Regions from separate parts of the Rattus norvegicus genome. Here region 1 is linked to region 2. A link is a contact called in public Hi-C data. All regions are on one chromosome and are shown on one strand. Each heading gives the region's core, a stretch centred on a gene start, on an enhancer-like site or on the middle of the called end of the contact. The rest is flanking DNA. Distances are from core to core; before and after follow the strand shown. Region 1 overlaps Tram1 (translocation associated membrane protein 1). Region 2 overlaps Xkr9 (XK related 9).

The links. A called contact is a pair of places that touch in the nucleus more often than the background predicts.
Region 1: a Hi-C map of liver shows a contact between it and region 2, with 6 times the contacts expected there. The contact joins two enhancer-like sites. A contact is called at or near these places in 2 of 12 Hi-C or Micro-C datasets (kidney and liver).

Annotation. Positions count from the first base shown.
Region 1 is chr5:10,436,950-10,441,750 of GRCr8, forward strand. Tram1 (translocation associated membrane protein 1) reads left to right here. Exons shown (of 11, transcript NM_001007701.1): 6 at 2,011-2,095. Among named protein-coding and RNA genes, the nearest start is that of Tram1, 14 kb to the left of the region's middle. Within about 2 kb of position 2,757, at least 6 of the 93 cell types and tissues checked have an H3K27ac peak or open chromatin away from gene starts, as enhancers often do. A contact at or near this core is called in liver, where this site is marked.
Region 2 is chr5:10,314,798-10,319,258 of GRCr8, forward strand. Xkr9 (XK related 9) reads right to left here. Exons shown (of 4, transcript NM_001012229.1): 4 at 1,713-2,640. The coding sequence ends at 2,012. Among named protein-coding and RNA genes, the nearest start is that of Xkr9, 28 kb to the right of the region's middle. Within about 2 kb of position 3,179, at least 1 of the 93 cell types and tissues checked has an H3K27ac peak or open chromatin away from gene starts, as enhancers often do. A contact at or near this core is called in liver, where this site is marked.

The DNA of each region.
Region 1 (4,801 bases), core at 1,507-4,006, 120 kb after region 2:
AGTGGTGCATCGCCCGCAGCCTAGGATGGCGGCGGCATCACCCCGACTGGCATGAGGAGAAAGAGCTGAGTGCTGTTCCTGTCTGTCTGTTACCTTTGCCAACCCGAGACAACTGATCGTAACACATTTTAAAAAGAGTATTTTATGTGTGACTGTTGTGCCTGCACGTATGTATGTGCACCTCCATGTGGCTGGTGCCAGAGAAAGTGGGAGAAGGCTTTCGATCCCCTGGGGCTGGAGTTTTGGCTGGTTGTAAACCGCCATTGAGAGGGGCTTCGAATCAAGCCCAGGTCCTCTGGGGGAGCAGCCTGTGCTCATGAGTGCTCAGCCAACTCTCAGCCCCTGATTTTAACAATCTTACTGGGTGATCTCTTTCTCGCACCTTTATCCTTCCCATCGGCACGTCTACATTCTTCTGTGCTCTCTTTCTTTCTTTCTTTCTTTTTTTTTTTTTATTATTATTAACTTGAGTATTTCTTATTTACATTTCGAATGTTATTCCCTTTCCCGGTTTACGGGCCAACATCCCCCTAACCCCTCCCCCTCCCCTTCTTTATGGGTGTTCCCCTCCCCATCCTCCCCCCATTGCCGCCCTCCCCCCAACAATCACATTCACTGGGGGATCAGTCTTAGCAGGACCCAGGGCTTCCCCTTCCACTGGTGCTCTTACTAGGATATTCATTGCTACCTATGAGGTCAGAGTCCAGGGTCAGTCCATGTATAGTCTTTAGGTAGTGGCTTAGTCCCTGGAAGCTCTGGTTGGTTGGCATTGTTGTTCATATTGGGGTCTCGAGCCCCTTCAAGCTCTTCCAGTTCTTTCTCTGATTCCTTCAACAGGGGTCCTGTTCTCAGTTCAGTCTGTGGTCTCTTTCTTTTCGTTCCTTACCCCCTGCTTCTCTTATTCCTTCATTTCTGCTCAGTTCAATCAGATTCTAAGGCTGGGGTTCTTCTTCTTGCTTGCATCCTGAATGTGTATATATTGCTTCCAGGAGCTTCTTGTCAGGGTGACGCAGTTCCCTGCTGCATGAGAATTTACCCTGCTGCTTTGCCAGCAAGGAGGCCCTTGCATCCAGCATGGTCTGTCTGGTTTATATTTATGTAGCATCTGCAAATAATTTAGGTTGTTTCTAACCATCCCACAGATGTGAGTCCTGCTTTGTGCCCTCCCCGTCAAGACTGTGTACTTCTCTCAACAATGGAGCTGTCTCTCTTCTTTCTACTTGGGAAGCTCTAGGCACTTCCAACCTAGACAGTTCTCATCGCATATTTGGTGGTCTAAAATCTAGAGAAAAATTCACAAAGCAAGGTTGTCACGTGCCCATGAGCATACCTGTTTTAAACGCTTTCTGAGTCATACATGCAGCCCCTTTCTGAGTCATACATGCAGCCGTGTGTCTTCTAGAAATGGTGTCAGGTTGGCTCTCCCACTCTACACTCAGGGAAGAGGGAGAAGATGACCAGGCAGAAGAGGCAGAGGCATGTGGTATACAGAGGAGACTGCCGAGTCCAAGACGGGCTCCCAGGAGCCCTCCCAGCCTCAGCTCTGCCTTTCCTGCCTCTGTTTCCATTTGTCTGCATTCTTCCCTGTTGCAGCCAGGCAGAAGTAATAGCTCACTAAGGGAAGCATGCCCACTTCCAGTGACTTGTTGGGCCATTGCTTTGCCCTAGCTGAGATAGTGGGTTTCCTTGTGACACTGGGTGGCCTTTTTGCCCCATTTCCCTGTTGATGTGTGAAGCTTTGTAGATCTGTCCTTAGGTAATGGACAGACAAGGGGTTCAAGTTCTGCATGCTGTGGCTTTGCCCGTTTTTGCAATGACACAGTTGACTGAATGGTGGGGAAAGTGTGCGAGCCGGCTGCTAAAGGGCCACCTAAAGACGGGCAGGCGCTGTATGGGTGACAGCAACAGCTCAGCCACCCACCCTCTCCTGGGCTCTGGCACGTCTTTGGTTTTTGGTTGTTCTTTGTTTTCTTTGTTTTGTTCTTAAATTCTATATTTTTACTTCCTCAGATTTCAAATGAAGTTTTTCTACATATCCCAGTTGGCGTATTGGCTCCATGCATTCCCTGAACTCTACTTCCAGAAAACCAAAAAAGTAAGCTGGATCTGTAATATTTTGTTCTTTAACTTTAAAAGTTTGGCTTGTTGCTGGGCAGTGGTGGTGCACGCCATTAGTCCCAGCACTCGGGAGGCAGAGGCAGGCAGATCTCTGCCTTTGAGGCTAGCCTGGGCTACAGAGTGAGTTCCAGGACAGCCAGGGCTACACAGAGAAACACACCCTCTCTTAGAGAGAGAGGAGAGGGGGAGGGAGAGAGAGAGAGAGTGTGAGTGTGTGTGTGTGTGAGTGAGTGTGTGTGTGTGTGTGTGTGTGTGTGTGTGTGTGTGTGTGTGTGTGTCATTGTTAGCCCTGAATGTGCCTGTGCCCTTGGCCTCAGCTCTGTTTCTGTGTTCCACCTCCCCCTCATTCAGAATTTAAAACTCCCAACTATTTCTTTAAAAAAAAAAACAATCCACTTCTGATGTTGTTAAACTTTTACATTTGGCTGATTGCTCACTTTTAAATTAGTGGTAATTTAAATTAAAACTTAACCAACTTTTTTTTAATGTGTTAGCTTCCTCTTACTGTTTTTTATCTTTTAGCAATTTATTTCACAAGTAACTAGTTGAATTTCAACTAGCAGTTCTGTATGTAAGCCTAAAAGAAGAAATCTGTGTTGACAAAGTAAACTGCAGTTAAATTTTCACCAGGGAAGCCCTTCCTGAGAGGGGTGGGTGGGGCAGTCCTCTCCAAGCCTGTGGGAGAGGCCTGTGCTCAGAGAAGTGGATCAACTACTGGAGCCCTCCATGCCCCCTTTCTGGAAGCTGGGGTCAGTCACCAGCTGTACACAGTCACCGCCCCACTCCTTCTCCTGGCTCCACAGAACCTGCCCAGCCTCACTGCACTGTGCTGGGGTGGGGTAGGTGGGTGCTTTCCTCTGTAACCTCCCCTCTCCATTCTGTACACTTTGCCTTACACTTCCCATGTGAAGGCTGCTCTGTCAGGATTACCTTTCCCCTACGAGAAGTTAGTCCAATAGTTCTTTATTCTTGTGTAGGAGTAGTTTAATAAGAGTAATAATAATAAGCAACCCACGTGGGCTTCACTTGAAAGTAATATCAGGGAAGGGCAAATGTGTACGGAGGGATCGGAAGATACAGTTCCTGTCTTGTATGAATGACTGAGCTGAAGTTAGCTGCACGTGGGTACATTTTACTTTTTGTTGGTTATGTGGCTTACACTTGCCACAGAAAGAAGGTTTGGTCTTAGCTCCCTTTAAGAAGTTTTCCTAAGTGCATTTATCACAACCACTTACTGACAGATTTATCTCTTCCCTGCTAAAGTCCACAGATAGTCTTTAAAAAGCATGTAGTACACATAGGCCTTTCCCCTCTGGTCTGTGCGTGTGCCAGGCGTCTGCTAGGATTGATGAGCAAACTACCAAAGTAGGAGCCACGGACTCTGGCACATGGTGTTGTTTTATAAAGAGCAATGCTTTGCCAGTTGATCAGACAAATTAAGGTGAGGGCACTCGTTTTTTGGAATGTCTGAAAAATTATTAGGCCCACAATTTCCAGGAGCCCTTCCCTGTCTGGTGAGCTCCTCGTGTGAGACTTGGGTCTTCTGGGGCTGGGCTGTGCAAAACAGGAGCTGCCAGCCACAGGAGAGAAATGAAAGTAACACAGTTTTACTTCATAGTTACACTAGCCGTATTCAACGCCCCTTATCCCTGTGAGGCTCACAACTGTCCTTTTGTATAGAAGATACACACACACACACGCACACACACGCACACACACACACACACACACACATTTTTAAACATGGTTTTTCTGTGTGGCCCTAGTCTGGTTTGTAACTCATGATCTTCCTTCCTCAGTCTCTCCTGACTAAGGGGAAGTGATAGATGTGTGTGCCACTATTTGTGAATTGGACAGATTAGGGAACGTTGGTGTAATTGTGAAAAGCTTTGTTGGACAACAGTCTAGAGACTATCATAGTTTCTTGATGATTGGCTACTGGACAGGGCTCAACTACTATAAGCTCTCTTTAGGTGTCTGCATACCTGTGGGAATAATACCTTTGGATTTCATTATTGATCCAAGTCTATCTCTTGTGCACTGACCCTGGTGAGCAAAAAAGGGACTTTTCAAAGCAGTCGTTCCTTTAGCTCCTAGAGCTCTTTCTTATCGGTTGCTGCCAGATGGCACTTCTCCAGAAGTGTGGTCTCATTTTTATGGACTAATTTGCATAACTTAGAACTTAACTGAAACTATTTTTAACACTTACACGTGACAGTTGAAAGTAACTGTTTCAAGTAATTAGCATAATTTGAAAGTAACAGCTGCATATGTGTTAAACCGTTTCTTAAAATTTGCTCTATGAAATGTGTTTTGGAGAGAAATCTTTCCTGGAAGAAACTTAGTGCTGTGACTGCTTTGCAGCAGTCTCACAGCCAGAGGGGGGAGTAAGAAAGGACAGTGTGAACATTGGTGGGGGGCTCTCACAGGCAGAGGGGGAGTAAGGACAGTGTGAACATTGGGGGGACTCTCACAGGCAGAGGGGGCAGTAAGAAAGGACAGTGTGAACAGTGGAGTGGGGGGAGAGCTTAGTGCTCTGGATGGGAATGTTTAAGTCATGCGACTTCAGTGTGCCCACGTCTCCTTTAGCCCAGAAGATTGGCAGTGCCACTTCTTAGCCAGGCCCTATAGTGTGTAAGTAACCACAGTGCCAGGTACTGGGGAGGCTGAAGTAGGGTTGTGT
Region 2 (4,461 bases), core at 1,929-4,428:
CTGATAGTCTGGCAATATTGATGATACTTCATGCTTGCAGATAAGAACCTAGCACAACTGTGCTCTGAGAGGCTCCACCCAGCAGCTGACCCAAACAGATGCAGACACCCACAGCCAAACATTAGACAGAGCGTGGGGAGTCTAGTGGAAGAGTAGAGAAAGAATTGAAGGACCTGGAGGGACAGGGACTCCATAGGAAGACCAACAGAGTCAACTAACCTGGACCCATGGGGGTTCTCAGACACGGAACACCAGCCAAAGAGCACACATGGACTGGACCTAGTCCTAACCCCCCACACCCCTGCACATATGTAAGCAGATGTACATCTTAGTCTTCATGGGGGTCCCTCAATAACTGGAGCAGGGGCTCCCCCTGACTCTGTTGCTGGCCTGTGGATTGTGTCCCCTAACTGGGCTGCCTTGTCTGGCCTTAGTGAGAGAGATGTGCCTAGTCCTGCAGTGAGTTAATGTGCCACAGGGGGTTGGTAAACAGGAGCCTTCTCCTCAGAGAAGAGAGGGCAAAGGGGAGGGGCTTGTGGGGGAGGAATGGGAGGAAAGGGGGACTGTGATTGAGATGTAAAGTGACCAAATTAATGGAAAAATCTGAGTCAAAACTACTTCTCAGAGATACTAAAGACATATTATATCAAGAAGATTTGATCCGTGTTCCACAAGAGGGATTACACAGCTGGTTTTGGAAGCCCAGTTACAAGCCTGCAGCTGGGGCACATGGTAGCCCCTAAGGAAGCTGCAACTGCTATCTCAGTCCATAGGTGTGCTGTGCCCATCAGTCAGTCACCTTCCAAATGCCCATGTTGATAGTTCGTCGCTGCAATCAGCTTTCCTCAGAGAAGCTTCTTTATGCAGTGCTCGCTGGTGACTGCCAAGACAGATAACTGGTCAAGTACTGAGAATGAATGACTGTTGAGTACCCAGCTGTAATGGGACATCAGTGTCACCCCTCCAAGGCTCAGGGACCAGCCTGAAAGAAGGGTCAGAAGGAATGGAAGAGCTGCAGGTGGGGGCGGGGTAGTGGGGTGAGGTGGAATGTTCACTTTCAGGAGTTATGTGGCTGATGTATTGAACTCACAACTATCTACAGGAAACTGAGACCATCAGCAATGTCATGGAGTGAGGAGAGAGAGTGGAGAGGCCCAGACCCACTAAAGATTTACAGTCAGTCAATGGTTGATTAGAAGAGAGAGACATAAATTGCCAATGCTCACGTAAACAACCACATTGAAACTCATTGAGCTTTAGAATCAAAAACTGAGATGTGAAAGTAGGGGAGCTAGGTGGGAAGGATGGGTCAGCAGGACTAGGGGTGGAGCAAGAAAGGAAGCAGGGTGAATATGACTGAAGTATATAATGTCATGTATGACATAATGACATCCATTGTTGTGTATAATTACTCTATACTCATTAAAATGTGTCTATAGCACTGTACAATCAGTAAACAATGAATTTTCAGTCTTCTAAGATTCTGCTTTGGGTCTCTCAGTTAGGAAGTTCGTGTAAGGGTACCCTAAGAGTTTGCTTTCATAGTCCTCCATCCCTTTATCACCCCGGTTCCAACTCAAAAGCCCTGTGCTGACTGAAGAGAGTAGAGGTGGGGGAAACAAGATGCTCTAGTCCTTCCCTCCTCTTGCAGTTGTCCACAATGGGGACAGTGGTCCTAGGAACGATGAGGACAAAGCTGGAGAGAAGCTCACTATGGGCCTCACTGTTTATTCGCTTGATGGAATAGTAACTACCTCAATACTCAAGACTTTTGAAACCAGCGAGATGGCTGGGGTTGCAACTCAGTGGTGGGATAACATGCACAGGGCCTAATCCTTGGCAACACAAAGAAGAAATTATTTTAATCCTTAAAATATTATCTTCTCATTCACCATGTACCATAACTCATTTCAAGTCAGAAGTGACAAACTAAGTAACAGCATGTACATATGACAGACATTTTCTTTACTAGGCAATGAAAAAAAAAAGACATTTCTCATAAATTCACAACTTAGTCCATTAGAAAATATCTTATTCTACAATCTCTCTGAGGTGCTTTTCCATCAGGTTCGTCGTGTTGTGTCCCTGCATTTATATTTGGGTGATAAGTTCCATAATACACACCAAGAAAAATAATCCCAAATAGAAGAGAGAGAACGATGGTGGCACTGATAGGGATAAAATAGTCAGAGTTAAAAATAGAGAGAGGGTAAATCCAGAACACAGTCAAGATTCCCAGGGTGCCAAGCACCCTTACAGTGTAATAGCAAGACATTGGACATTTGGTATTCTGCCCCTTGATATTAAAAAACGTGAACACAAGGATGAATCCAACCACCAGCCTGTATAAGAACTCCATACTTAGAGAATTGCAAAACTGAGTGTGATTTATAAATGCCCATATGAAGCCTACAGTCCACAGAAATAAGAGCAGAAGCAGAACAGTCCTCACATCCACAAAGAGCAGAAGTACAACACTCAGCATCCAGGATAACAAGGTAAACAACTTGTAGAAGAGATACGTGAGCTTGGGCCAGAATCCTCTGAGGAGATTTTTATCAGGCAATGATTTTCTTAAAGCTATTTGATAGTCGACAGTTGACCAAGAAATAGCACAGCAGGAAACCATGATGACCATGTCTACAAAAGAAAAAAGACACATTGGTTTAGGAGTGGGGACAGTGATCTTAGTAACAGTAATAGTAAAGTAGCGTGTGCCGTGCATGCTGTACAGTGTAAACACACACCAACATATCAGGTAGCTTATGTGACTAACTCTTCGAGATTCCCACATTGTACTAGTGCAGCTGAGGTTTGAAGAAATATATTATTCGACACTCGTCAGGCTGGAAAGTGATGGGTCTGAGATTTGTTGGTGTGCTAATCAACTGTGTCATACTACTTTAGAATTATCCTGAATAGATTCAGTAAATAATACTTTGACTAAACACTACAATTGTACGTCTTGGTTTTCTACACTCTTTGGCTTTAACCTTATTCCCATACCTAATCCACTGGGAGATAGCTTAATGGATAACGAGACAGTTAAAAAGAAAATTTATAAGTGTAAATCATTGACAAAATAACTTTTCAGAACTCACAGACCCTGAGTCACATGACCAAACAGGCTCTGAAATTCACAAAGCTCCACAGGTTTGGCACCATTACCTATTTTGTCCCAGCGCAGAGCGAAAGGTCATTACTGTTCTGGAAATACAAGTCATTGCTACCTCACTGTCAAAGCAGAGGATGGTTTAAAAAGGGAAGCAAATATAAGGGAAACCAGAAAGAGAGTCGCAGAGAATAGAGTATGAGTCCCTTTGTGTATGCAGTATCTGAGGTCATGTGCACAGCCAGATCTCCAGTGATGTCTCTTGATGAATCTCCTTACAAACATCTTTCTCCTCTCTTGATTTTGGCACAAAACACTCAGGATCTTGACTTAACTTTTCTCCTACTCTTTAATTATAATACTTCTCCTAAATTGTCTAGTTTTCGTTTTTTGCTTTTTTTTATGTTTTCAATCTTGTATCGATGACTGTTTTGCCTACATGTGCCTGGTGCCTGTGGAGGCCAGAAGAGGGCATTGGATCTCCTGGAACTAGAGTTAGGGATGATCACATGGCTTCTAGAATGTGAACCTGGACCCTGGGTAAGAGCAGTAAGTGCTCTTAACTGCTAACCCATCTTTCCTGCCCATGTGATGTATTTTTATACTGGGGCATTTATTTGCATGGATTTGTTTTGTTTTGTTTTGTGAGACAGATCTCACTATGTAGTCCAGCATAGTTTAAACTCACGGTAAACTGTGTGCCTCCAGCTCCTGAGTGCTGGGATTACAAGTGTACACTGCCATGCCTGGCTTTAATCTCCACCAAATTAACGTATACACATGGTTTAAAAAGTTCTACAAATCTTTTTTTTTTAAGTTCTACAAATCTTAAAGAACCCAGAAGTCCCTTGCTCTAGCTCCCTTGACACTGAGCTACAACCCCCAGAAGACTTCCCTCGGAGCTCCCCTAGCTGTCCCTCTGGCACGCACTGTCATAATTCTACACAAAACACAGTCTGAGTTTATCCCAAGTGGATACTGCTCACCCACTTTCCATTCAGAAAAAAGGAAAAGGTGGCACACAGAAACGCAGTTTTCCTCCAGTCCCTCTTCATCCAACTCTCCAAAAGAGAAACAAAATGGTGTTTGGTAAAAAATCCTCAGTGTTCACTTTATCACAACTATGTCAGTAGGGCTTGTATCGGTTTGAGCCTTGTCTTTTAACCTCTCAGTAACTATATTGTCTTCTTTTAGAGCATTTCATACTTCCTGTAATTAACATTTGCCTTCCTTCACACTTGAGTTCTGTCTTCCATACTCTAGGAAGTCACCAAAACTGAATATCATATGTGTGAGACTCAGAAAAGCCCTCAGGGTACAAACGCCTTGTGAATCCTGGTCAGTCCCAG